Linked DNA regions of Mus musculus: all the other regions are linked to region 1. Evidence: chromatin contacts called from public promoter capture Hi-C data. All regions are on one chromosome and are shown on one strand. Each heading gives the region's core, a stretch centred on a gene start, on an enhancer-like site or on the middle of the called end of the contact. The rest is flanking DNA. Distances are from core to core; before and after follow the strand shown.

The links. Promoter capture Hi-C pulls out the DNA fragments that hold promoters and counts their contacts.
Region 2: a contact with region 1 is called in a promoter capture Hi-C map of pre-B cells. The contact joins the promoter of Prps2 here to the promoter of Msl3 in region 1. A contact is called at or near these places in 8 of 39 promoter capture datasets (the 3T3-L1 cell line, the C10 cell line, cranial neural crest and 4 more), 3 of 484 Hi-C or Micro-C datasets (the G1E-ER4 cell line and embryonic stem cells) and 6 of 115 datasets of contacts at active chromatin or transcription factors (the SCID.adh cell line, astrocytes, embryonic forebrain and 2 more).
Region 3: a contact with region 1 is called in a promoter capture Hi-C map of pre-B cells, with 3 times the contacts expected there. The contact joins the promoter of Mid1 here to the promoter of Msl3 in region 1. A contact is called at or near these places in 5 of 39 promoter capture datasets (the 3T3-L1 cell line, hippocampal neurons, liver and 1 more).
Region 4: a contact with region 1 is called in a promoter capture Hi-C map of liver, with 2.2 times the contacts expected there. The contact joins the enhancer-like site here to the promoter of Msl3 in region 1. A contact is called at or near these places in 5 of 39 promoter capture datasets (the 3T3-L1 cell line, cranial neural crest, liver and 1 more) and 2 of 115 datasets of contacts at active chromatin or transcription factors (astrocytes and large pre-B cells).
Region 5: a promoter capture Hi-C map of erythroid cells shows a contact between it and region 1, with 13 times the contacts expected there. The contact joins the promoter of G530011O06Rik here to the promoter of Msl3 in region 1.
Region 6: a contact with region 1 is called in a promoter capture Hi-C map of pre-B cells, with 4 times the contacts expected there. The contact joins the promoter of Tlr7 here to the promoter of Msl3 in region 1. A contact is called at or near these places in 2 of 39 promoter capture datasets (cranial neural crest and pre-B cells) and 3 of 115 datasets of contacts at active chromatin or transcription factors (astrocytes, embryonic forebrain and embryonic hindbrain).

The regions. Positions count from the first base shown.
Region 1 is chrX:168,672,389-168,676,473 of GRCm38.p6, forward strand. Msl3 (MSL complex subunit 3) reads right to left here and starts at 1,484. Exons shown (of 13, transcript NM_001370791.1): 1 at 1,340-1,484. The coding sequence starts at 1,441.
Region 2 is chrX:167,380,040-167,384,158 of GRCm38.p6, forward strand. Prps2 (phosphoribosyl pyrophosphate synthetase 2) reads right to left here and starts at 2,710. Exons shown (of 7, transcript NM_026662.5): 1 at 2,431-2,710. The coding sequence starts at 2,552.
Region 3 is chrX:169,877,052-169,881,561 of GRCm38.p6, forward strand. It overlaps Mid1 (midline 1), which reads left to right and starts at 2,568. Exons shown (of 10, transcript NM_001290505.1): 1 at 2,568-2,858.
Region 4 is chrX:169,792,206-169,796,846 of GRCm38.p6, forward strand. It overlaps a transcript of Mid1 not described here. Among named protein-coding and RNA genes, the nearest start is that of Mid1, 85 kb to the right of the region's middle. Within about 2 kb of position 2,821, at least 35 of the 459 cell types and tissues checked have an H3K27ac peak or open chromatin away from gene starts, as enhancers often do. A contact at or near this core is called in liver, where this site is marked.
Region 5 is chrX:169,976,883-169,981,417 of GRCm38.p6, forward strand. G530011O06Rik (RIKEN cDNA G530011O06 gene) reads right to left here and starts at 2,035. Exons shown (of 2, transcript NR_029457.1): 1 at 1,404-2,035. Mid1 (midline 1) reads left to right here. Exons shown (of 10, transcript NM_001290505.1): 4 at 40-147.
Region 6 is chrX:167,328,293-167,332,404 of GRCm38.p6, forward strand. It overlaps Tlr7 (toll-like receptor 7), which reads right to left and starts at 2,279. Exons shown (of 3, transcript NM_133211.4): 1 at 2,145-2,279; 2 at 1,709-1,807. The coding sequence starts at 1,711.

The sequences.
Region 1 (4,085 bases), core at 234-2,733:
AAATTACTATAAGTTTGGTAAAAAGAACTAGATCACAGTCCCTTCTTAAAGAAATAAGAAAGTACTCATCCCTCCCCCCTTTAGATCGAGAGCTGGGTCGTAACATTCTTCAACATTTTTTTTCCTCTTCTGCCCGAGTGGTTGCCTCAAAATAGGAAACATCCGTCCAACCAACCCAGGATTGGTCTCTTGAGTTTGAGACCGGGTGAAACTTCTGAAGTCATTGGTCGGTAGATTTGTCATTAGCGAAGGGCCCAGACTAGAGAGAACAGCCCTGAGACCTCTGGGAGTTGTAGTCACCTGGGCCTTGCCTTGTCCAGTGTCTTGCCTAGCTAGCCAGAGACTTCCACAACCCTTCCCCTCCCCTTAATAGCCATGCATTCCCTAAGGTGATAGCTGGTACAAATGAAACGTATATCCTTCCATCTCCTAGCGATAGAGCAAGCTGGAGGGATAGCAATAGGAGGTAAACAGAGTTAAGGGTTTCAGGAAGAACCAAAGATACATAATCCAGCACAGACCTTGGGGTGTTCCACTGGACAGCACTGCTGAAACATGGCTAAAAACACACCTGGTGCTGCTCCGAGTTGTCTCTGCCACCAAGGACTTCACCTTGGTGGCTGGAAACACCGATGCTCGCCCCGACCCCCAGCGCGCTGAATTTTTACCTTCTTTGGGCTCTGGAGCACTTAGGTGCCCAGTCCTCCACTTAAAAACTGACAACCGCAAGATATAGCTCAGCCTGGGCTGACCAAGCTGGATACAGGCGAGATGCGATTCTTTCCTAGCTCTGTTCGCCTCCCACCAATCCTTTAGAAAGCAACAGAGCAACCTTGAGCCCCTCCCTTCCCCCCCAGCAGGACTACAATCCTAAATTTGACCAGGGTTCGGGACTGACAGCTGGGAATAATTGAGGACCAGGTTGAAGATGTGGGTGGGGAAACTGGTCAAGGTGTCCTCTACTGAGCCCATGTGGCGAGAAGCCGCGTGGGACAAGGACAGATTCGTTACAAAAGCAGAGGCCTCAGGCGACAGTCCTCCTACACCGGTCGCCGGGATTGGCGCCCAGCGCTCAAACCGCCACCCTGGCCTAGCAACCGCGCGTAAGCGACGCGACACGGCCGGAAGCGGAAGCATCACGGGTCCTTTCTAGTTAGGGAAGTCGCGCGCCCAGCACGTCTCGCCAGCGTCCCCTGTAGTCCCGGGCCGCTCCACGCAGGCCAAGGCGCGCCCTGGTGGCTGTCCAGGACTCCAGGCCACTTGTCCTCCGCTGGCCCCTTTGCCTCCCATCCCTCGAACCCAGTCCCGCATCTCCTCCCTGTTCCCCCCGCGGCGGCACCTTGGCATCGTACAGCACTCGCGCCTTGGTAGGGTCAGGCTCGAAGCACAGCACTTTCTCCCCAGAGTGGAATTGAAATTTCATGCCCTCGCTCGCGCTCATTTGCTCATCGTGGCGGAGGGCGAGGCTCCGGGGCGGGCAGAGTGCGCGCGGTGGGGGAGGACGGCCGGGGAGGCGGCGCTCCGCCACCGGGGGGGCCCGGGAGTGGTGGAGGCTACGACCGCCCCGCCCTCGGCCCCTCCTCCGGCCACCCCGCGCCACTGCGAGGACCTTGGCAGTGGCGATGGAAGCGCGCGGCCCCGCCAGGGCTTGTCCCCGCCCGTCCCCTCTGGGGCTCAGAGAGGGGTGCGGACGGGGAGCAAGATCCCTCGACCGAGGTCTTCCAGCAGACCGTTCCCTCTGGTCCCCATGGGTTAGGATTCCCGCGGTTTCCAGGCTGCGCCCACGTGTGTGCCGAGCTGTCACCCCGGGCGTGCGCTCTCTGGCCGGAGTGTGGGGATCTCTTAGGGAGAGGATTGCTCTAGGGTAGTCACCAGGCGCCGAGGAGGCTGGATGGCGTCTGCCCCCAGGAGCTGCCTGGCCGCGCGCGCGCGCGTCAGCCCCCTCGGCGGAGCTGCGCGCAGATGAGTGTGGCCACGCGAGAAGGACGCGGTGTTGGAGCTGGCCGGAGAAGGGCAGTGGCCTTGAGCGAGGGGAGGAGACATTCCGGGCAGTTAATAGAACACTGGGTCATCCTTCCGAGAGGACCAGCAGGTAGGGCCTGGAGGCCCCAGTGAGCAGCGGACAGCAAAGCTTATGGGTCCTGAAAGGGTCGTTAACACCTTACGTGTCAGCTTGCAGCACTCCTGAATTGCTCCCCCATGGTCTATCTTTAGTGGCTCAAAACCTCCTGAAGAGTGGAAGCACCATTGAGACTGCTGTTAACAGAGTGCCTGCAAAGATCGGGCGTTCATAAATACTCCCTGAATGACCGACCAGAAGACAGGAGACTTGAAGGGCAGAGCTTCAGTGACAGAGAGGGCAGTGCTGGCCTGTTTCTTCTTGAGTGCAAAGCCACTAGGCAGTGTGATTACTAGATCAAGACCTGGCTGGAAAGTTGAGCAGATGGGCTGGGAGGTTTTTAGTGAACTGTCAGATTTCCCACAGCCACTCACTCTGTTCTTGCTTCCAGAAATTTGCGTCTCCCCACCCCCACCTCCCTTCACCTGGTACAAGGTCCAAATCTCTCACACCTCCACTTGGGCACTTCCAAGAGAAAGGTCCCGCAGGAGCCTAGAGGAACCAACCATGTATCTGTCCAGTATTCCCTCCCAGAACTCGACTTACCCTTTTATTACCATTTTCTTGCTCTGCTGGAGAATGGGTTGTTCATTTGCAAGATGGCCCCACTAAGAGGGTAAACTGCTTGAACCTGGGGGTTGGGGGTGTCTAATCCAGTGTGTCATTGTATACTCACAGCACACAATAAATATTTAATGGATGAATGATCACAGATTTATGAAATCAAATCCATAAAACTCAATGGCCAACTGGATATAACTGAGGGAAGGGAAGGAGGCATCTTGGGAGTCCTCCAGGTTTTCTAGAATTAAGAGCTGAGTGAGGAATAGCTCCACTGGCCAGATAGGGCAAAGAGGAGGGCAGGTGTGAGGAAAATGGCCAGATAATGACTTGGATCTAAGACAATGAAGTCCATAAGCCAGAACTGGAACCCTGATTCTCCAGGAATGTGGATAGTAGATGGTAGTGTTCCCTGTAAATGGCAGAGGCAGCTCTGAAGCACATATCACAGCTTATCACATGTAGCCATAGCTGGAGTAGTGTGGTGTTTCCGGTTCATGAACGGAAGAGTCCACTCCATGCTCTAACCTTTGAGGAGAGGTGGGTTCCTTTTTTTCCTATTCAAGTCCATCCTTGTGTCATGGGTGGCTCTCCTTCTCTGCCTTCCTCTATAAAATCTAAGAGTGATACCTATATACAGCTATTATATACATAGAAGTCTGATATCTCTCTCTCTCTCTCTCTCTCTCTCTCTCTCTCTCTCTCTCTCTGTGTGTGTGTGTGTGTGTGTGTGTGTGTGTGTGTGTGTGTGTGTGAGTGTGTGTATGTGTGTGGTACTGGACAAGTAATTAGTCTCTGTGAGATGGTGTGTGTGTGTGTGTGTGTGTGTGTGTGTGTGTGTGGTATTGGACGAGTAATTAGTCTCTGTGAGATGCTTTTGTTATAATTAAGCAAAGAAGTGGCTCCTTTATAAGGAGTAATTAAAGCGTTCAGTGCATTCTGTGTGCATGGCTTTGTTTATTACCTTGCAAATAATGCTGGAGAAATGCTTCATGATCATTTCCTACTCATTTACCTGGTTCCTTATCCATTCATGCAATAAATATTGATTGAGCTTCCTGAGTAATCAAAGTTAGACACACTAAGCAGACTATATACGTAACTCCTGTCTTTCAGGATGGCGTATTTCAGGATGGAAGAGTACCAAGTAAGCAAGTTGGAGCCTACTGCACACCATGATAAAACTGGTGTGGTGGAATAAAGGTGGCACACATCCTCATTTTTTTCCTAGAAGGGCACGGTCACAGAAATTCTGGAAACTGAAATGTGTCTGTTGCCTAAGCCAGTCTGGAACTCTTGAACTCAAGAGATCAGATCATCTTGCCTCCGTTTGCACAGTAACTGTGGCTGCAGACTCGGCTCTGAGTGCTCCATGTCTCTTTTTCGGTTTTGTTCTTGGGTTTGC
Region 2 (4,119 bases), core at 1,460-3,959, 1.3 Mb before region 1:
GAAAGTAGAGCTGAGGGGTCTTCTCAAGCTTAGGCGTTGTCAGGATCAAAAGTGGTGAAAAGATAACCCAAACTAAAGACAAGGCTTCTTTCTATTTAAATAAATGTACGAACAATCCCGCCTGAACATCTGAGTAAGTTTCCCCTATCAGCTGATACAGGACTTAGAGTAGTAAACCCTTACTCAGCCAGATCATGGAGATTAGCCAGGCCTTGCAGCATTGTGCTGCACTGAGATTACAAAGAAGGGTTGCTTCACTTACACTTTCAAAACCCACTCCCTCCAGAGCCAGCTCCTTTATTTACATGATAACACCTTCTAAACAAAGAGGCTTATTCTAGTTGTTCCCCCAGAGCCGCTGAAACTTGGACAAGGACTAACAAAATCTTGCTATGTCCAAACCTAGCTCCATCCTTCTCCAAAGTCCTAGAGCACCCTCCATTTATTGAAGTCTACAAAGGGCGCTGGGGATGGAGCTCAGTGGTTGAATCTTCTTGTTGCCTAGCATACACAAAGACCTGGAATACATCCTCTGTACTAGAAAAAAAAAATAGACATGGTCTCATGTAGCCAAAGATGCTCTTGAATTCCCACTTCTCTGGCTTCTTCTACCCAAGGGCTGAGAACGTAGTGTGTGCCAGCATATCCTGATCTGATGCTGCACAGGGGCTTCATGCAAACTCCTGCAAGCAACTCTACCAACTGAACTACATTCCCCAACCCCAGAGTGGCATTCTTTTGTTGTTGTTGTTGTTTTTAACTTATGAAAATAAATTTTTCACTGTTCTTAATTCAATGTCACAGTTCATTTCATTGTTGTTTTCTTGTTGCCGACTCCTGGAAGGTTTGGATTACTTCCTTTTGTTCCCCCATTAATTAATTTATTTTAGGGGGTGGCTTGGAGGAGGGGGGACTTCAATCAGGATGTAATGTCAATAAGTAAACAAAGTGGCAGTTCTTTCACCTGAATTGTCCACAGGTTTCTTCTATTATCACCCAAGCTGTGTAAATGGAGTTTACCACCTAGAAAAGGTCACACGGGATTCACATAACCTCTAGAAAAAAATCATCTTTGTCATCAATATTAATCTAACTGGGTCTGATGACACACACACCCGAAATTCTAATGCTTGGGAGGTAGAAACAAGGGTTCTCCTGTGAGTTCGAAGCCTACCTGGACTACTACCTGGGTGAGTTCAATACCAGCCTAAATACATAGCAAAAGTCTGTCCCAGAAAACGAAAACCAAACCAAAATAAAACAACCAAAAGGAAAAAAAATGCCCTTAATCTCACAACCAAATTCTCGATTCATTCCATCATCAAGATTTTGTGCTTCCTTCTGGAAATTTCAGTTTTAGTTTTGACGTTTGTGTCTACAATCCGTTTCTAAGTTAACTTTTGTAAATACGGAGAATGACTTTTTTTTTTTCTGTAAAACTTGCGGAATGAATTCGTGCGCTACTAAATATAGAACGGTTATCTGTCACTGTGCACTGTATAGTTGGTTAACTGTGCTAAATAGAATTCGGGAAAAGAAATTGGCTTTGGGCAAGTAGGACAAGGAATCCCTAGTCTAAGCTGAGGAGAGCTTCCGCCTGCCTGGTGGCACCTTTTGCTAATGTGAGAAACCGGTGGAATTTTGAACAAACTGGGGTCTTGTTGCTGTGCGCAGCTAAGCTCCACAAACACAAAGAAGCTATTCGCAATGATAGATGCAACAAAGTTTAAAGGAAGGGTGCGAGCGCTCAACACGTGCGTCTCGCTTTCCCACGCTCTGCCTAACTCCCGCACAAACCCACCTTTCTGGATAAGGCAGCGCTTGGCCAGCCTGCTGCTCTGGAGAGTCACCTGAGCAGCTGGCAGTACTCTGATCGCCAGCGGCTGGAAGTGGCATTCGAAAGTTTCCCTGGGATAAACCCAGTGCCCAGGACCCGTGCAGAGCCTTTTCAACCATGCAGGATTCTGGGTTTCTGTCTGGCAGAGAGTTGGAAACTGGGGCGGGCGGATCCACCGATGTCTCCCCGCCCCCACCATTCCCGGCACCGAAGTGATGCCCACAGACTGCGCCCACTCTCCCAGACGCTCTGTAACTGCCCCGATTTTGTCCTTCCGGACTGAAGACACCAGGCGAGCCGGTGCAAAAGAGGGGCCTGGGGTGCCCAAGGGTCGACAGGTCGCCGATGTCCGGGTATTGGAGGCCCAGCCACCAGAAGGTTAACAGCCAGAGGATACGCGTAGAGACTCCAGGGTGACCCGGGTTGGGGGTGGGGGTTGGGGGTCCCTTGCTGAACTTCTTTCTCCCCTGGCGCAGCCGCCCTGGCTCTGCAGCCGCGTTGTTGCCGTCCCGCCCCGGAAGGGAGAGCATGACGCCCGCGGAGCTGGCCTGGGCATGCTTTGGCCCCTGCCTCAGCCCCAGCGAGGCTCCCACCTGGTCTCCTGGTTGCTAAACTTCTTGGTGACCACCTTGCCCAGCTCCAGGCCCAGGCGATCGGCCACGCGCTGCGACAGGTCCTGGTGAGAACTGCCGCTGAAGAGCACGATGTTAGGCATGGTGACCGGGGACTGAGGAGCGCGCTGGAGAAGGAGAAAGGGACTGCGATGCAGACTACTGCTACCGTTGCTGCGGCTGTTGCTGCTGCTGCTGCGGTGGCCTGGGCTGCTGGTGAAGCGGGAAAACGCAGCAGCAGGATCTAGGGGAGGGGAGGGCCGGGGGAGGAGCCAGAGGGAGGAGGAGCAGCTGAAGAGTCGCTGGAGGGTGCTGGGAGGCTGCTTCTGCCCACGCAGGCTGGGCATCTGGGTTTGAAGCTCTGGGTGGTCCCGAAGCACCCAAGTACAGTTGCTCCGTAGGGGAGCTCCAGGCTCCACATAGGACTTCCTGACTTGCCTTTAAATGGGGAGGTCAACCAACCAGATAAAGTGGGCACAGTGAGCCATTGCAGGAAAGGGCCATGTGGTGCCTCACAGCCAGGAGCAGCCTTTCAACCCGGAAGCTCAGAACCCAGAGGTGATACCTGGGCTTCAAGTGCACACCGTGTCTACATAGGCCAGACCCACACATCGGTTTGTATTTGCACACGGGAGTGAAGCATGTTTGCACTTGAAGTGGTGATATAGACTACGTTTGAAGATGGACTAAGAAAAGGGTTTCTCACCAACAAGAATTCTCTTTCTCTGTCATTTAATTTAGATGTATATTTTACAAAATTAGCTCAAATATTTTGTTTTCCAGTTTTTTCAACAAAAGCTGAAAATTTTGGTTTTTTTTTTTTTTCTTATTATATAAATGCCCACATTCTTTCTTGTCTTTTGCTTCTTGGTCCACAAAACCTGAACATGTTACCGTCTAGCTCCTAAATGTGTGTTGCTCTGTAAAGGAGTCATTGATGACAGCCACCATTTGACCCCTAAGCTTGGCCACAAGAGGAAAGCGTATTTTCAAGTGGTCAGTTGCCTCTCACCAATTCCTTCTGAGTCCTCGTTTTTATGTAGATAGGCTGGCTCTCAGGCTCTCTTCACAACTTCCTGTCCCTTGGATTCTCTAGAGTCAGACTCCCCCACCCCCCACCCCCACCCCTGCTGCGGCAACCAACCCCCCTCTCCCAGAGTCCTTTGCTTTCCCTGCCCTCAACCCCCACCTCAGCATTTCTGAAGTAGCTAATGCAGTGTCAGAGCCAATCGCCAATCGCTGGGCACAAAGCACACTTAAGGAAAGGAGATTCATCCTGAGCTCCTGGACGAGTGGAGCACTAGTGATCCTGACTTACATTTCTTAAAAGCTTTCAGAGACAGATTAACCTGGCCAGATAGTTGCTTGGGCTCTACCACTGTCTACTGAAATTTGGCTTGCCATATACAACAAAGACTACTTGCCCTTGAATTGTAGCCCACTCTAAAGGCACTTCTTGTGTGATTGGAGTTTGGGAGAGTATTTAGATTGACCGTATCTTTGGGGGATTTGCTTCTGGGCCCTTCCTTGAACTCTGCAAAGGTGTCAGCCTTTAATCTCAGCACTCTGGAGGCAGAGGCAGAGGCAGAGGCAGAGGCAGAGGCAGAGGCAGAGGCAGAGGCAGAGGCAGAGGCAGAGGCAGAGGCAGAGGCAGAGGCAGAGGCAGAGGCA
Region 3 (4,510 bases), core at 1,318-3,817, 1.2 Mb after region 1:
ATATTAGGAGTGTGTGCCTCTGCAGTCATAAAAGACTGAAAAAATTCTCTATATCAGAAATCATATATATGCATTTTAGATTCTGTTTCTCTGAGTTCTGACTGACATAGTCATCAATGACCTCAGGATCTAGGGATGGCATTCAGTAAAAGCAAAACAACTTTTAAGTAATTTTCCTCTTACAAGTATGATATGAAATCATAGTAAAAATGTAGCCAAGTTACTTTTGGGGCGCAGAAGAAGATTGTACTTAAGTCAAGATGGGGCTTTAATTGCCAATGGACAGAAATGCTATGAGAATAGGTGTGGGAAAAACAAAAAAACCTTTTTAGGTGGTTGCAATATAGTGCACCTAAAGTTACAGAGCTCAGGAGACTGGGGCAACTTTGAGCCCAGATGTTTGAGACCAGATTACACAGCACAACAAATCCCTGTTTCAAGACACAGATCAAAAGAAATCAAACAAAATCCATCTTTAAATTCAAAAGATGAGTGTCTTAACAAAGTTTTTAAAGGAAAAGAATAAAGAATCAGCTACATTTAGTCAGTTAACACAGAAACTGTTAAGATATTTCTACCTCTTAAATGCATAGAATTATTAAGTTGTAAGCTATAATTAAACTTGAAGCCCAGGATTGCAGCATACATATGTAATTTTGCATTCAGGAGGCACACACACTAAACAAATGTTAAAAAAAATGAAGGGAAATAAGTTGAAGTATTTTAATGCTTAATTTCCAAGTGATGAAACATTAAGCTTAATTTATTTCAAATCCTGACGAGTGATTAGTTGGGTGTTTCTTACCTAAAAGTTTCTCCATACTTGGGCCTATTTTCTTTCTAGATCCAGATTGCTTCCTGTTTTCCCCCTATCTAAACATAGTCATCCAACATCAAGTGCATCCTGAGCTAAGATATATCTAGGGCAGTGGTAGATGCAGACTTTCCTCAAAGTGAATCAGAGCCCGTTGGCACTGGGATAAAGTATGGATTCCCAGCATCATTGGTATACCAACCCAATCAGTTTCTCTTAGACCAGGGGCATGAGCATTCTCACATGTTTAACTAGAATTGGTTTTAACAAACATTGGTTTTGATCCCTAGAAGACATCCAGTGATATCTTTATATTATATTAATCAGTTATGATCATCTAGTGGGCAAAGGTCCTGATGTTGCTAAATATTTGACAACACACTGAACAGCTAGGTCCATGGTGAGGAATTATTTGTCTGCAAATGCTAGTAATTTCAAAGTTTAGAAGCCTTCATCTACCCAACCTTGTTCAACCTAACCCATGACCCTAAGGATGCATGTGGCTAAGGATGACTGTGAATACTGTGCAACACAACATTATAAATGTATTTAAAACATTAGGACTCTCTCTCTCTCTCTCTCTCTCTCTCTCTCTCTCAGTGTGTGTGTTGTGTGTATCTGTGTGTTTTGTGTGTGTGTGTGTGTGTGTGTGTGATTTGTTTTAGTAAGGTATCACCATGTGAAAAGGCTAAACAAGCTTGGGTCTAGGCCATAGTGAATGACTCTGAAGAACAAATAAATGGATTGAGGGCAGCTGGTGTGATTAGGGGGACTCTAAAACTTCTCAGTGGGGAGCTGAGGCAGAGCTATGGACTCCCAGGTGCTGGTGCCCTGCTGCCAAAATCTCAGAGAACTCAGCCAAGCTCACACATATTGAACCACACCTCCAGCACTCCTGAAACCACTAAATCATTATTTTATCTGTTATTATTTACTAATACTGCAAAAACTTAATATATATATTGGATTATCCTCAAACTGTGAGCACTTGTTTGGGAATATATATATATTGTATATATATATTTTTTGTATATATATATAAATTAGTGAGCTTACCAGTTTAGCACTGATAAACTCAAACACTCAAAGAGGTACATACACTTATGTAAAAAGAAGTTTCATTAACTAAATTTCTGTATTCATTGTTCTAATTAGGAGATGTTTTATCTGAAATTGTGCTTTCAGTCACCATCGATGAAGATTCTTCCTCAAGTCCTGTATTTCAAAATGTTTGTGTGCTCAGTCCCATTAACATTTGCTTCTTTAGGTTGGATATAGAGTTTATGTGAAGACGAGGTGGGTAACTGTCTTGGTTGCTTATTTCAGTTAGAGTGATACTTACAGCAGTGTGGTTTTTCCCTTCACTGTTTTTACAAAACTAGGTATCTAGAACAAGATACACTTTAAAAAATATCTTTGGGTCCTGAGGGTTGAGGTTTTCTCGCTGAAATCATTCTTCACCTTTAAAATGCTTTAATGCTTTTAAGGGGCTCTTAAAGTGCAAGGGTTTAAGGCCCGGAGCTAGTTAAGCTTTGAGCAGATGCAGTCTGTTAGACAAGAATAGAACTCATCCTTTACTTTGGGGAGCTCTGACACAACATCCAGCTGCTTCCAGTCATTTGACTCCTGAAAGCTGCCCTAATCCTGGTAAAGGCAGCCTCTCCTGCACCCAGGTCCACCCACTGCTCCTGATTGGCGAGGCTCTCCGCGACCGGAGCCCGCCGCCTACGACGTCCCTGTGAACTGATTTGAAATAAGAGCCAGGCGGTCCTCGCTAGCCTGCGCCCGACTTTTCATAGGCTGGAAAAGGAAAGGTTGAGAAACTTGACATTGTCTTGGGTAGAGAGCGTCTAGAAGCAGATCAAAGAATAAAAAGGGAGGGGGACGAAAAACGTGCTCTTTGCTGCCTGTGGATTCGACCGAGTTGCTTTTGTCTTGTGGGCTTTTCTGCCGGCTTTGGTGTCTGCGCTTGGAAGCCTGCGGGTGCGCTTCCGAGCAGCTTGCTCCCTGCCGGATGGGTCATGGAATTCTAAACATGAGGCAGGTAAGCTTGGGGGTTGTGATTGTAGCTGTGCTGGCGCCAGCCACAGAAGGAGGGCTTTAGCTTGGGGCCCCTGCGACCTGTTACTCCCAGAGCGGGCGGAGTGATCAAACGCAGCGTTCCAGCAGATCCATTAGGTGGAAGGAGGGGACTGCCTTCTCTTCCTAAGGCTACCTTAGAAAGCACATCACCTGCCGGCACCCCACTGCCTCGTCCTTACTACCTACCCGCGCCAGCTTTTGCTTCTAAGAGTGGTTGCTGATGTCAGGCAGTCTTTGTAAAAGGTTCAGAGCGGTTTGTGGAATATGCAAATCAATTCCAGTTTGCGGGCCTCTGGAATGTATTGTGCTGGATTCATCTCAAGCTTTTAGCCTCTACCCTATTATGCTTCAGGTTAGAATAAAGACAACTGCACAGTCTGACAAAGAAGCACGCTGGGACTCTTATCTTATTTTGCTTTCACGTTTTGAGCACTTTACTGTGTGTCCGAGGCTGAGAAGGCGAAAGCAGTCTGGATGGAACAAGCTGCACTTCCAGCGGAGGCAGGCGCGGGGAGGGGGGAGGGGGGTGTTACAGACTTTTTTAAAAACCGTTCTAGCACTTTAGGAGTTGTATTTTGTGTTGCTGCTGGACGTAAGAACACAGTCCCGGAAGTACTGAAGGGAGACCGGTCTTGAGTGTGTCTCTGTGAAGAATTCCAAGCCAGCAGCTTCTTCCGTCGCTCTAGGGCATAGGGATACAATTCCTTATCAACTTAGGTAGAAGTTTATGAGGTTTATAGCTTTGCCGTTGAGGAAAAAGAGAAAAGGAAAGACTGGATTACAAAGCCTAGAAGAGGGTGTAATTTACAACTCTATCACAGTTGGAAAAAAAAATCTTACGTCAATGTTTTATTGCCGAGATCGATACTCACAAGGGAAAGACAAAAGTAAAAGCCTTTCAGTGACTGGGAAGGACAGAGACTCCCGGGGAGGAATGCTAGTTACTCTTGCCAGAGCGGAGTAACTCCGGGTGGGAAACTGAGCATCTGTTTTGTCACCGGAAAACCTCTTCTCTTTTTTCTTCCAGTTGAGTTGGGTGTGCCCCACCCCAAAGTGTTCACTTTAGGCGAAAGTAAACCTTCCCATGAGTGGTTGGGCCAAGGGGTTTACGACTTTCCGTTTCACTGCCGCAGAGGTAAAGCAGAGGCCCTGCATGAAAGGTCAGGAGCAAAGGCCCTCACATTTCTTATTCGCTAACTTGCTCTTCTGGACGAGCTTGGGAAATTGCAGGAGTACAGAAAAAAGCACATGAAAGACTGTGTGTGTGCTTTCAGCAAATTGCATCTGCCTAGCTGGAGAGTGGTGCAGAGGCTGGCTTTCTCGAAGTTTTGCGATCTTATAGAGCAGCCTCATTCTTTGAATTTCTAGCAAGCACATGAGATAGACAAAAGGGGCAAGGAGGCTTGCTGGATAGGAGCAAGAAAGAGAATAGGTACACAATACTATTTTTCACAAAGGTCCTAAGCCGGAACAAAGAAGTTATTTGATGCTGTGTGAAGCCACCTGTCTTGTCCTCGGTGATGTGTGAACTCAATTTTTAGAATCTTTGTGCCCACACAGTTCCTCTGGAATGGGGTGACACTCCCTCTGTCTGATGCCTCAGGCAGGCTTGTC
Region 4 (4,641 bases), core at 1,571-4,070, 1.1 Mb after region 1:
TATATAATTATAATTATTCATATATAATTATAGTAATTATATAGTAACTAACATGTACATATTATATATAAAATATTAGATATATGATATATATGAAATTGATCAAATAATAAAGAGATAAATAATGGATAGATAGATAAGTAAATGAATAACTAAATGAGAACATTTAGCTGTCCAAGATTATATTTATATTTTTATACTCTTCTTTCACATAAAATATATAGAGCAACTATTACTATGTAAATTAAGTTAATGTTAAGTGTACTATCACATACAAGACATTTTTCATCTTTAAAATATGTAAAATCCTTAATGTGTAATATATACACAAGAAAAAAGTCATATAAAATACATTTTGGTATTTTAAAAGGTTCATGCCCAAGTCCTCAGCATTTTAAACTGTTTTGAAATTAAAACTGGAAATCAACACTAAAGAGTTTTATAAGAACCACATTATTTTGTTGATAAGCATAATTATCATTTTGTAAATTGGATTGGAATAGTATCTAGATAATGTTTTGCTTTTATAGGTCCACTTAAAAAGATTCAAAGGTTAAATATTTCAGTTTTAAATAAAAAATATTTTTCCTCAAAATTCAGGAATTTAGATATTAATTTAGATAGACATTATAATTGTTTTAATTTCAAATTAAAATTTTAATTTGAAGTTAATTTTGCAGTTTATTTTCTCTTTATAATCATGACTTAAGCAGGGATTAGTGTTCTGTGACTAAGGTTTAACAATGCACTGTTGATCCACTAGGGCAGACATGGTTTTGGAATTTTAATTTGGGCAGCCTCTGCTTTAGCTGAACAAAGAACATGGAAGGTGATAGCATGTCTCAAGCTTGCTGCCACTTGAAACATGACCCTCCTCTTTTTAACAGTCCCTAGTTTTTCTGCAGAAACAAGCCTCCCTCCACGATACAGGAGAGCAGTCAGGAGAGGACAGGGAGTGAACATGGATGACAGAAGTGTCTGTGCCACCCATTCATTAGGGACTCACAAAGGGGTATAGAAATGTGGAGCTTTTGTAGGGATTGAGAGCACCATATCAAATGTCTATGGGGTAATTTAATTACATGGGCATGGTAGGAATGACACAGTGGTTACATTAATAAACTGAAGCATTAAAGAATAATAGCCCAGTTATTGCTGAATTATGGGAAACACGCTGCCTATTCATTCCTGGTGATGTTAGAAGAGAGTAGGAGTGGGCTTACCACTTTGCACTTCCAATGCATAAAGAAACAGTCTTTTGCTTCTACAGACCTATGGAAAACTGGGTGCAGTAGAAGACCCAAAGTCACACCCAAGAGCATAAATCTTGCTTTGTGCAAGATGCTTAAAATATCATAACCTAAGTCCGTTTTAAAGTACTAAATTAAATTGGCTTGGGGCAGACATAGTAATGAGCATGTGCTATATAAACATCTCTGAAGAAACTTTTCAACAGATTTCGGAGATGATAATCCCTGACCACTGTTGTGGGCATCTTGTTAGTAGAGTCTATTTGACACAATCATAGGCCACTAGGTCATTAGCTTAAAAGAAATAATCTATTATTTAATATAAACTAACATAAATTTTCATTTTCATCCATCCCTTATGGACAGCTAGGAAAAAAATACCCTATCCACTTTTCTAGGAGCAAAGGAAAAGGAACTCACATTTGATTTCATATCATTTATGAACGGGGCCAACATTGTTCCAAAAACTGGGTTACTGGAGAAGAGAAGAAATATGTGAAACTGGAGAAGAGAAGAGATATGTGAGTTATGGCCTCCACTTACAGATTCAAGTCGAGGAATTCAGAGATTAGCAAGCCTTCTCCCACCTAACTCCTGAGAATGTTTTTGTAAGCTCTTTTACATACTGTCTTCTCATTGGCATTTCTTTAATGGTAAAAAATGGTGAAGAATTAGAAGACCCATCCTACCTCTAAAATCCTTTGGCACTATGAAGGCGAAAACAGTTATCATGAGGTGCTAATAAACATCTCATTTACCCAGAAATGAATAAATGAATAAACGAATAAACAAAGGATGACTTCAGAAACACTAATAATATAAATGAATATAAATATAAATCCAATAAAAATTTTATATGTTGTACCTTAAGTTTTAGAAAAGCTTTCTGAAATTCAAATCTGAATAAGTCCAGTAATGGAATTTGAAGAAACAGAGCACATACTTCCTTCAGCTAAAGTAACCTGATATGAGTTCATGTTCAAAATACAAAGTTGGAGTATTTCTGGTGACACATATTTCCCAGAGGAGGCCAATGCTTCTCATTGTCCTAGAATCACCTCGACACAGACTCTTTACACCACTGTTCCTCAAGTTGAGCAAGCAAGACTATCACATGGGAAACTTGTTAAATTTCTGCGCCAAATCACAGAGCTCTGATTCCCCGGGCCTGGGTTGGAGCCGGAGAGTCTGCATTTCTATCCATTTCCCTCCTCCCTTCTTCTGGGACTGATGATCCAGGGACCAGTTTAAGATTCACTGCTTTAGGTATTAGAAAGACAATGCCCTTTGGAGCCTGGAGAGAAATTGCAAAATCCCCTTTAACTTGGCAGTTAAGGCCAATTTTCTTTCATGTTGCATTGACAGACGTCCTTGATGAGGTAGTCCTTGATAATTCAAAGGGCAGAGTTTAGAAATCCTAAAGATGAAATGGAAACCGCGTGGCTTTTCCTTGTGCCACTTAACAGGCGTTACATAAACAGACATTCTCCTGCAGACTTGGTTCTTTACTTTAGTTCTTCAGAGCATTCCACTGGGATCAAAGAGTAGCTGGGTAACTCTGGCTAATTGCATCACTTTCCAGTCCCACTTCATCGTGCGCTCTGGGCAAAGCAGATGAATCCAACCATTGCCCACTGGTTCCTGTGTAACCACAAGTTTCAGAAATGGATTAGTCAGCAGTTCCTGGCTCTCCTGCCCACACTAACCACAGTTTGGCCACCAAAAATGTGGGTCAGCACATTGCCAAAGTGTCGAAGCATGGTGGTTACAAGGACCAGAAAGCTCAACTTAAAAACATGTGAGTCCGTTGCAGTTCAGAACAGGGAGAAGGAGGGCAAAGGTCAGTCCTGCTGTTCTTGGACCTGATTCTGTTATGCCATCTTTTTGTGAAGCCAATTGCTGCTCACAATTTTATTTATCTCTTAAAAATTCTGCCAGACAGTGGTTCAATTCAATAAGACTTGGCTGTAATTTTTAGTGAGATGTAGCTATTACACCGTTCCTCTTTTTCTCAGTGAAAGAAACAGCTGATTAATTTCATACTCCCTACTTAAAATCACTCACCTTTACTCTTATCCAGAATCATAAAGCCACACAATTGGAAACAGCACCTTTTCTGCTTTAATTCTGCTATGAGTGCACAATTTGGATTAACATTTGCTGGCGTTGCCCTTGTACGCTATTATATTGTTGGCTTCTTCAGAGATGTCTTTTTTTTTTAATGCTAAAATATTCTTTGTAGAGAATGTCAATGCTTCTCAGTCATTATTTGGATGGTATCAACTTACTGGTTCTGATCTAGTGATAAATCTGTCTTAGTACTAGGCTGAAATAAAATTCTCAGAACTTATAATTTGTTATTTGTCTTGCTTATACAGCTTTAGCCATAATAAGAAGTGTATCAATATATACCAGAGGATTGGAGAGATAGCTCAATAGGGTAAAATGCTTGTTGATCATCTTAGTTGGATCCCAAGAACCCATGTAGAAGTTGGGTATGGCAATGTGTTTCTGTAGTCCTGTCCTAGTGCTAAGCAGAAAGACAGACAGTAGTAACCTTGGTGTTTGCTAGACAGACAGTCTAGCTGAATCAGAAAGCTTCAGATTCAGTGAGAGACCCTGTCTCAAAAATAAGGTAGACCATTTTTAAGGAAGACATCCAGCCTCAGCTTCCAACTCACACATGCACACATACTTGAAGTGCATGTTCACACACACACACACACACACACACACACACACACACAATTCATGCATACACACAAATGTATACACAAAGAAAAATCCAGACTGGATTTTAAACCCTTTACTTGCTTCATTAAGAATGAAACATAGGACATATTAAAAGAAAACATGAGACAGTACGGAATTAGAGACATATTTGGGCACTCTGCTATTGGCTATACTATTTCTTTTTTTGCAACAGTTGGTTTTCTACGCACATAGACAGTAAGGATGGCACAGCTCATATTTAATAAAGCACATATTTTTTAAAACTGCATTATTTTTATGCTGAGACCATGGCTCAGAAGTTACCAGCACTTGTTTAGAAATCATGAGAATCAGAGTTTAGGTCTCAGTATTCACTCCACAAGTGAAGCGTCCAGTAACATCCTGTAACTGCACCTCTGGGGAAGCTGATGCTCTCTGTTCTCTGTATACAAAGTGGTGTGCAAAGTCGCATGCTTGCACGTCTTTATACACATGCATATATCCTCATGTAGAAACACACTACACACACCTAAATGAATAATTTTTCTAAAAATTCACTATGATTTATATATGAACCATTTTACATAGACTATATATTTTAAATTAATTTTATTAATTTATATGTATGAGTATTTTGTCTGCATGTACATCTCCATTACCGCATGCACATCTGCGTGTA
Region 5 (4,535 bases), core at 785-3,284, 1.3 Mb after region 1:
GATCAAATTCAGATGAATGCCATTTTATTCATCCTGTAGGTCAATGCATCCCGTCAAGAAGCCAAACTGACAGAAGAATGTGATCTTCTCATTGAAATCATTCAGCAACGAAGACAAATTATTGGAACAAAGATTAAAGAAGGCAAGGTATGGTTTCCTTGATAAAAAGGTTCTGTATTTCTCACCTGAAGAATATATACTTTCTCTCCAACATCTACAGCTTTGAAAGTTAAAAACAAATCGTACTCTCTGCATTCGTCATAATCCCTTCTTAACTACCTGCCTTGGTCCATTTTGTGTTGCTGTAGTAAAATACTCGACAAAGAGTAGTGAAGAACCGAAAGAGAATTATTCATATTTCTTAAAATTCCCAATAGCATGGCACCATGTTTGCTCAATGCCTCTGGCAGTAAGTGTCCACCTAGAATCTACTGAGAATATACTTCCGCATAGTGCATCTTCTTTCATCATGTGGACTCATCTCTCATTCCTTTCGTCTCCTAGTTTCTCAGATGCCTGTTTTTCTGCCATGGTTAGTTGCTATTATGTTCCAAGAAGATAATCTGCTATTGTCAAGTGGTTGCATGCCAGGATCAATACTCTACATGCCCACATAAATTTCTTTAGAAAATTTATCGTTTTAATGTTAAATTGACAAGTTATACGTGTACATGTTGGTGGATACGACATGATTCTGTGGTTCATGAATAGAATGTATAATAATTAAATCAAGCTAAGTAACATATTCATCACCTCAAACACTTATTTTTGTGGTGATAAATTCTCGAATTTAACGGTCTAGTAATCTGGAAGTGTAAGAAATTTACATTTGGTATATTTGTTAATCTATGCAATGTAGCTCAAAAAATTTTTTTAAAAAGCCTCTGTTCTCCTGTTTAATTGGTTACGTATTCTTCTTATGATGGTTTCTATCGTACTATTACACATTACCAAAACTTTGTAGCTTAGAACCTTCTTATTGATTATCTTACTGTTCTGATGTCTGAGAGCAGTCTCACTGTACTAAAGGCTACATAGGTTAAAGGCAATGTTAGTAAGCTATGCTTGTCTTGTCAAGTTTCTGGAGGTCATCCATGGTCCTTGGCTCACAACTAAGTCATTAGCACTCTGCCTTCTGTCTTCATCCTGCTATCTACTTCACTGACATGAACCGTCCTGTCTCTCTGTCATAAAGACCTTAGGAATTATGTAGAGATTACCCAGACGATCCTGGACCACCCCAACCCCTTAAGATTCTTAACCTAGACATCTACAAAGTTCCTTTGGTATGGAAGGTAGCATACTGAAAGATTCCCAAGGTGCCGATGTGGACTTCGCTAAGAGTCCATCTTCAGATTGCAGTGGCACTTTTTCATACCTCTGCAGCAACCGTACTTACTTACCCTTACTCAGCTGCAGCTTGAATTTCACGGCCTGGGGTTTCCTTTCAGGAGCTAGAGGATAGTAATAAAAGGTATTCCAGTTTGGGCCATGATTATAGGTAGAGTCCATCTTTTGTAGCACTCACTCCGCTGCAGACATACACCATTAATAGACATGGACTCCAACGGTGAAGAGTGAAATGAGAGCAGCATTTCGGTGAAGCAGGAATGGCATGAAAGTGCAATGCCACAACTGTGGCTGGAAGCACAGGCATGGTTGAAGAGATACGGGCATGCCTGCAGTTCCGATGCCTGTGCCTAAAAAACATCCTGGAAGAATCTGGAATTGCTTTGGATCGGATGGAAGGCAGAAACCAGGCCTGTGCCTCAGCGCCACAGACTGCAGAAGGCTTCTTATTCATTACGAGGGACGGGAAAAGAGTATTGCCGATGTCTGCCTGGCATCATAGCTTTTGGCAAACTTCAGTTCTGAGGTTCTGGAACAAGTCAGTCGTTAAGAGGACCCGTACTCCACTCATTCTATTATCACACCAGACAGGTGCCTCAGAGGCACAGAGATGAGACAGGAGTCCACAGTGAGATTGGATTGCAGAGCGCTGAGCCCAGGAGCCGGGTTAGGGGAAAGCAGAAGTAAAACCATTGGAGCACACCAAGGAGAACAAGAAGCTATTTTCAGATTCTTTTCTTTAAAACTGAGGTGCTGAGCTCATTTCCGAAGCAAGCCAAGAAATCTTGAGTTTCTAAAAGCACAGCCAGCAAAATCAGCAGCATTATCTAATTTCCGGTAAGATTCGTTTTGCAGAAGAGGACACAGACCTGAAAAGAAACAGTTTAGAGATAAAGAAATCACAGACAAAAAAGGACTCAAAGAAGAAATACACAGACGGGAATGCAATCAATAAGTTTTGGAGGTAAACTCGTAGACAATTATGTGACAGAAAACAGCTACAGAAGAAATTGGGCAATCCGACCCCTTGGAGGAAGTTTTTTCCCGGCGTGCTCTCTGTCGCCACCCGGTGGTGACAGAGGAGAATGCGGCGGTCGTGACCGTTCGATTTTCCTTTTTTCAAAGGACACTTGTTTTTGGTTTCCGTGAGCGTTGATTCCTTTTCAAAGCATCTACGTGCACGTTCGTTTTTCTCTTATTATCTTTTATTATCTTTTATTATCATTGATGTGCTTCACGAGATATGAATATTCTTCTGCTTCCGTGGGGACTGAGTTTTGGCCTCTGCCTGGGGAGTTCCATCGAGGTAAGAAGGGACAAAAGGGTCTGAGTGACATTCAAGCATGACAGATGTCCATGGACTTAAAGATTAAAGCGAGATTGATATTTGAAATGCTGGTCCCGACCATACTAGTCATTCATCACCCGGAGACTTAAAAACGTGCGTTGCTCGTTCAAATGCAAATTACTGTGGCTCTGCCAATGGCAGCTCCTTAACTAGAATGCCAGAGGATGTGCCCAGACATCTAGAGTTTTCCTGGGAAAGATCCCCAGCTGATTCTATCGCACACAGTGTTTGTGAATCTCCGAGGCAACTGTCAACTGACCTGTAATGAAAAGTACGCTCTACATGGAAGTCCACTCGAGAAGATCGTGGCAGTTTCACAGTATGCTCTCAATTTCTTTTACATCAATATCTCCTGTTTCGGTTATTCTTCTTGTCCTTAAACATCACCGTTAATCTCCAAATAGCCTCAGAGGAAAAACCTGAAAAATATGACATTGAAGAGCCGTCATCTTTGAGACGTGTGGTCTCTGCTGTGCCTATTCAAAGGCTAAGAGAGTGACATGAAATGAAGCCAGAAGAGTAGTCTGACCTCATCTCGTTTGGTGAGAATTTTATCATCTGCCTTCAACTTGGCCGTACCATTTAAATCTTCTTGATGTTATGTAATTAAATATTCCACTCATCTGGTTTATGGTTGAGACTATTAACTTATCCTTCTGGAATTCTCCCTTCCTCTGACAGTTCCTAATAGATGTGTTCTAACACCCTGAGTTAGGCTAGAGGGCTGCCTCGACTCTCTAGATAATGTTGCCAGAGGCTCTGTTCTATCTGGTGTGAAATGGTGTTATTTTGTTCGACTCGGGTACACACTTCTCCTGATAGGGACAAGACCTACCTTTAGAATGAACGATGTGTTTTTAACCATGCTGCCAAGATCACATATTCTTAGCTGCCAAGTCTGGACATTTCATTCTGACTCGTCATTTTCATGGACTCTTTTCAGCCTTGTCTGAAATCTTGGGCTCAGCACCTCTCGATTCGGCTGTCATTTCCTTCGTTTGCTTAGTACACATTTGGAATTGGACATTCCCTAGGGTTCTACAGATCTGACATCTCCTTCCTTCCTTCCTTCCTTCCTTCCTTCCTTCCTTCCTTCCTTCCTTTTTTTTTCTCCAAGATTAAAGTTGTCCTGGGATAATAGTCATGACTTGGAGAAAGCAAAAATCTCTTGAAGTTAGCAGGAATTCTGGAGGGAGCTTGAGCCTGCCTTGTCTGTAAGACAGATTAACCAGGCATCCTCCCTACCCTCTCACCCAAGGCTATTTTCCATTCCGGAATTATCAGAAAACCAGCCAAAACCTGTCCCCTTGCATGTAGGTGGGGCCGGTAGGCACGAGGTGATTCCAATTACTTGGAATTTTAATTCTAACTTGGCTCCTGGCTGGAGGGCTTCAGCTTATGGCACATTTCAGACACCAGAGCCGCGGTCAAGCGGCTTCCCCTGGACTTCTCTTGACCTGCCGGAGAGAGAGGTCGTGGACGATTACAGTCAATACGGTCAAGGTTTGTTTTTTTTTTTTGGTTTTTTTTCAAGCAAGACAGAATCGGGAACTAGAATGGAGATTGTGAAACAAGTGTGTGTTTTATCCCAAATGGGAAATGCTTATCAAAATAGTCAACTCATCAAGTGAGCACAGAGTGACTGGAAATGACGTTTACAGTGAGAGGAAATGGCCCAGCTGTGCTTTTTTTGGCTTTCTCTCATCAGTTCAATAAGAAAAATATCAATCAATGGGAAAATGCTCCCTCTCTGTTAATTTCATACACAGGTTTTAGGCAGTATGGAAAATAGGAATACCTAATGCTTTCATGTCACAACTTTATTACGTGGATTACA
Region 6 (4,112 bases), core at 1,029-3,528, 1.3 Mb before region 1:
CGTACAAGTACACAGATTTCCCCTTAGTTTGGGTCTTTAGTACTTCTTTTGGAAATTGTTTTTATGATTTTTCATGTAGAAGTATACCAATTTTCCCTTAGTTTGTAGACTGATATCCCAATGAAGCTCACATCTGTTGAGTGTCACTGGGTGAAAGTGCATGCTAAGCTTGGTCTTGGAAGAACAGAGCAATCTTAGAGGCCCAGCTTCAGGATGTGGGTTTCAAGGACTGTGTCCTCTCTTTAAACTCTCCAGCCTCAGTTTCTTGACCTGTGCCTCAGACCAGCTTTGAGGCCAAAACAGAAGCACGAGCCTTGACTTACAGTAAGTGGCCAATGAATTAAACTCCTTTTTTAAACCATCCTCCTAGCATGCCACTCTTAGAGGGGCAAAGACAGATGTGGTCATGTGCATGCATTAAAATAGACATCTGAGTTTCTAGGAAATGAAACTCAAAGCAGTTGCTTCCTTTGTACTAGTATGGTCTCATGGTAATGCATCATCAGGTCTTAGACACTGAGTTTGGGGCCAAAGTGATGATCTGGAAATCACAGTGTGCTGCTAATGAATACCGTTTGATTGAGTCTAGCGTGGGTGAAAAAAAATCATTTCAGAAGAAGCTTTGTCTGATTTTGGTCTACCTAATGACCATGTGCAAAGGTTTTGAACGATGTATGGAGCTTCACTGTGTCTCTGTAAGATGACCAAGGAGAGAGCATAGTGCTCATGCATGGTCAGACCCGGCTTGCCTGAACTTCAGCCAGGCTTCTGTGAGCCCTAGACCTTGGAATGGGGGCTTTATGCCTTCTTTGTTCTGCCCAGCTCAAGCAGTGATCTTGCTAAGTCCTTTTATCAAAAACCCTTCCTTGGCTTATGACCACACCCCACCCCTAACCTCCCTACATCTTCCATGCCCCAGCCCTTCACTGGATCTGAGCATTCTGACTCTCCTCTTCCTCCAGGAAATGCTGCGGCATCCTGGCCAGCCTCCAACAAGAATTCTGTCAGACTAAATTAGCTAGAACCCCATCCCCCCACCACACACACCATATGCCTGAAATTTCCTCTTAGTACTTTTCCATCTACTGACTGCTGCCCACCCTTTGCTTTAAATCCCATGTGTTCTGATTGTGTTAGGAATTGAGTCTAAGTGCATCCTGAGGCCTCTACCCTGGACATGCTCATCCCTGAAACCCCATTTCATCTAATTGCAAACTCTGAGCATCTTTGACAGCAGTAGAGCAGGGGGCGTCCCCCAAATCCCTGTTCTTCATGTCTCCTGAATCCATTCTTTCTGTACAGTCATTCAGATAGCAACATATGGTAGGAAACACATTAAGTCACTTTAGGGGCCTGCATGACTTTAAAGATCAAACTGGAGAATTTTTTTTTAAAAAATTAAAATTCTCAATTCAAACATCTACTCTTGCTCACTACAGTATGTACTGAGCATGTAAGAAGTTGGACAGAGCAAACAATGACTAATCCCAAATTATGAAATACTACATTGATTCATTTTGATTATGAAACATCACAAAGCAGTTTCTCCTAGGAAACAACACTCTGGGCATGGAACCCAGGGACTACGGGCAAGTGTTGTACTGCTGAGCTACATCTTCATCCCTGAACAATTCCTAAATACTTTTCTTGCCAGTTCTTAGCACAAAGATGAGCAATGACAAAATCAGGCTCCATAAACTGTTCTTACCATTTTCAGTTTTCTTTCAAAATGGAATCAAGAGGTCTGGTGGAGGAGAAGAGAGTCAGAGATAGGCCAGGATCATCCTGAGAAGGGAGCCAAGGACATCTGCAGTGAGAAACAGAGACATCCAATGTGACACTTGAAAGGCAGCAAAGACACACTGGCAACACTGTTTTATAAATGTGCTGTTGAGAATACATATAGTATTCATTTCATTAAAGTTAGATACAAGAAAGTCAGACTCCAGGAAACTGTTTCCAATCTGACTGAAAATCTGTCTTGGACGAATTGACATTTTAGACTACAACATTATTTTCATTACATTCTAAAACATTTTTTGGCTTACGGTTTGGATTCCTTCTCTTCTCACCCCCATTCCCTTGTAACAGCACGTACATCTACTTACTGAAATTATCGAAATGTGTCCCAGTGTTTAAAATACCTTTCTTGAAGGCATAGAGTGGTTCTATAGATGGAGTCCTCTGAGACAGAGAGAAGGCAACAGAAAACCGAGACTCGCAGAGCCTTTGAGCTGCGTGCTTTGGGCTTTCCAAATACAAAATTGAGGCTGGGTAGTGGGAGGAGGGCAGGAAGGAGCATGACTACTTAACTTACACCACACGGGGGTTGCAGAAACACCCGGCTCCTCTTTTTTTTTTTTTTTTTTTTTTAATCACTAGAGTTGAGGCAACATTTCTAAATCCAAACAACCTGATAAAGCAACCTGTCCTTTTGTTTAAAAGCAGGGATTTATAACTTTGCCACTAGTGTGTGTGTGTGTGTGTGTGTGTGTGTGTGTGTGTGTGTGTGTGTGTGTGCGTGTTATCTGTGAAGGTACATGTGTGTGAAGAGTGTAGAGGAGGATTTCAAGTACACACCCTGTCACTCTCTACTGTACCCTTTTTAGACAGAGTCTCTTACGGAATCTGAAGCTAGACTGGGGTCAACTAAACCTAGAAATCCTTCTATCTCTACCCTGCATAGTACTGAGGTTAGAGACATTCTGCCATCATCATCACATTACTAGGGTCCTGGGGATTCAAACTTTAGACTTGTGCTGCAAGTGCTCTTCTCCACTGAGCCTCTCGCCAGCTCACTATTGACAATCTTGACATTTTGACATTTTGTTATATTGTAGGATGTTTGGCAGCATTCGTGCCCTATCTCTCTAGAAATCAACAGCACTGCCTTCTTCTACTTCTGATAACTACAGACTCGAGAGTATGCCAGGAGGGGGCTGTGTGGTTTAGGTTGAGAGACACTGCTTTATAAATATCTTCGAAATGAGTCAAGATTTATCTTGCATTGTTTTTGGTCCAGTTTGAAGGGACACTGATTTTTGAGTGGTATTAAAGCTACCAGTTGGGTCCCTCACTTTAGTTTCCAAAAATCAGCAATACTTCCATTCTGGAGAATATAAAGAATTATTTGCTTCTCAGAGTGTCCCTAAGAGAAGTATTCCCTCCTGTACTGATAATAGAAGCCTTTTGTGGACAAGCTTAAATTATTGTAGCTTTGTTTAAAGTTATTAATATACCTATAATTTAACCAAGAAAGAAGATGCAGATATTAGCATCCAGAGAACACTTAATAATAACCAGAGTTAACATGCTGGCCTGCATTAGTATCCCTAGTTAGCTGAGAAAATAGCAACTACAGGTAGACCACATTTGCCAAGGGCTTGTTATGTTAAAACACGCATCTGTATTTATGTTATTAAATACTGAAAATCAAACATTTTTAGATGTATTTATTTTCCTTTATGTGTATTATTGTTTCGCATAAAGGCATGATGTTTGTATATGCTGTGTGTGTCTGGTGCCTGAGGAGGTCAGAAGAGGGCATTGGAGTCCTTGGAACTGGAGTTGTCCTCCGTGGTGGTAAGGAGGAGCCAAATTGTATTGTTCAATTATAGGAACCAGAAGTCAATATTGTGAGACTGAGAGTTTAACACAAATCCTGATTTCTAGTATGGCAACTACTTTCTTCTTCATTTGCTGTAGCATGCCAGTAGCACCAGAAATAAACTTACCACTGAAACAAGCCAGATGGTACCCTCTGCTTCTGCCTTTCATGAGCAATGATGAAAATTAATGTTTTTTCCCCTTTTTTTTAATTAGGTATTTTCTTCATTTACATTTCCACTGCTATCCCAAAAGTCCCCCATGTCCCCCCTCCCCACTCTCCTCTCCCCCCCCCCACTCCCACTTCTTGACCCTGGTGTTCCCCTGTACTTAGGCATATAAAGTTTGCAAAACCAATGGGCCTCTCTTTCCACTGATGGCCGACTAGGCCATCTTCTGATACATATGCAGCTAGAGACACGAGCTCCGGGGGGTACTGGTTAGTTCATATTGTTGTTCCACCTATAGGGTTGCAGATCCCTTTAGCTCCTTGGGTACTTTCTCTA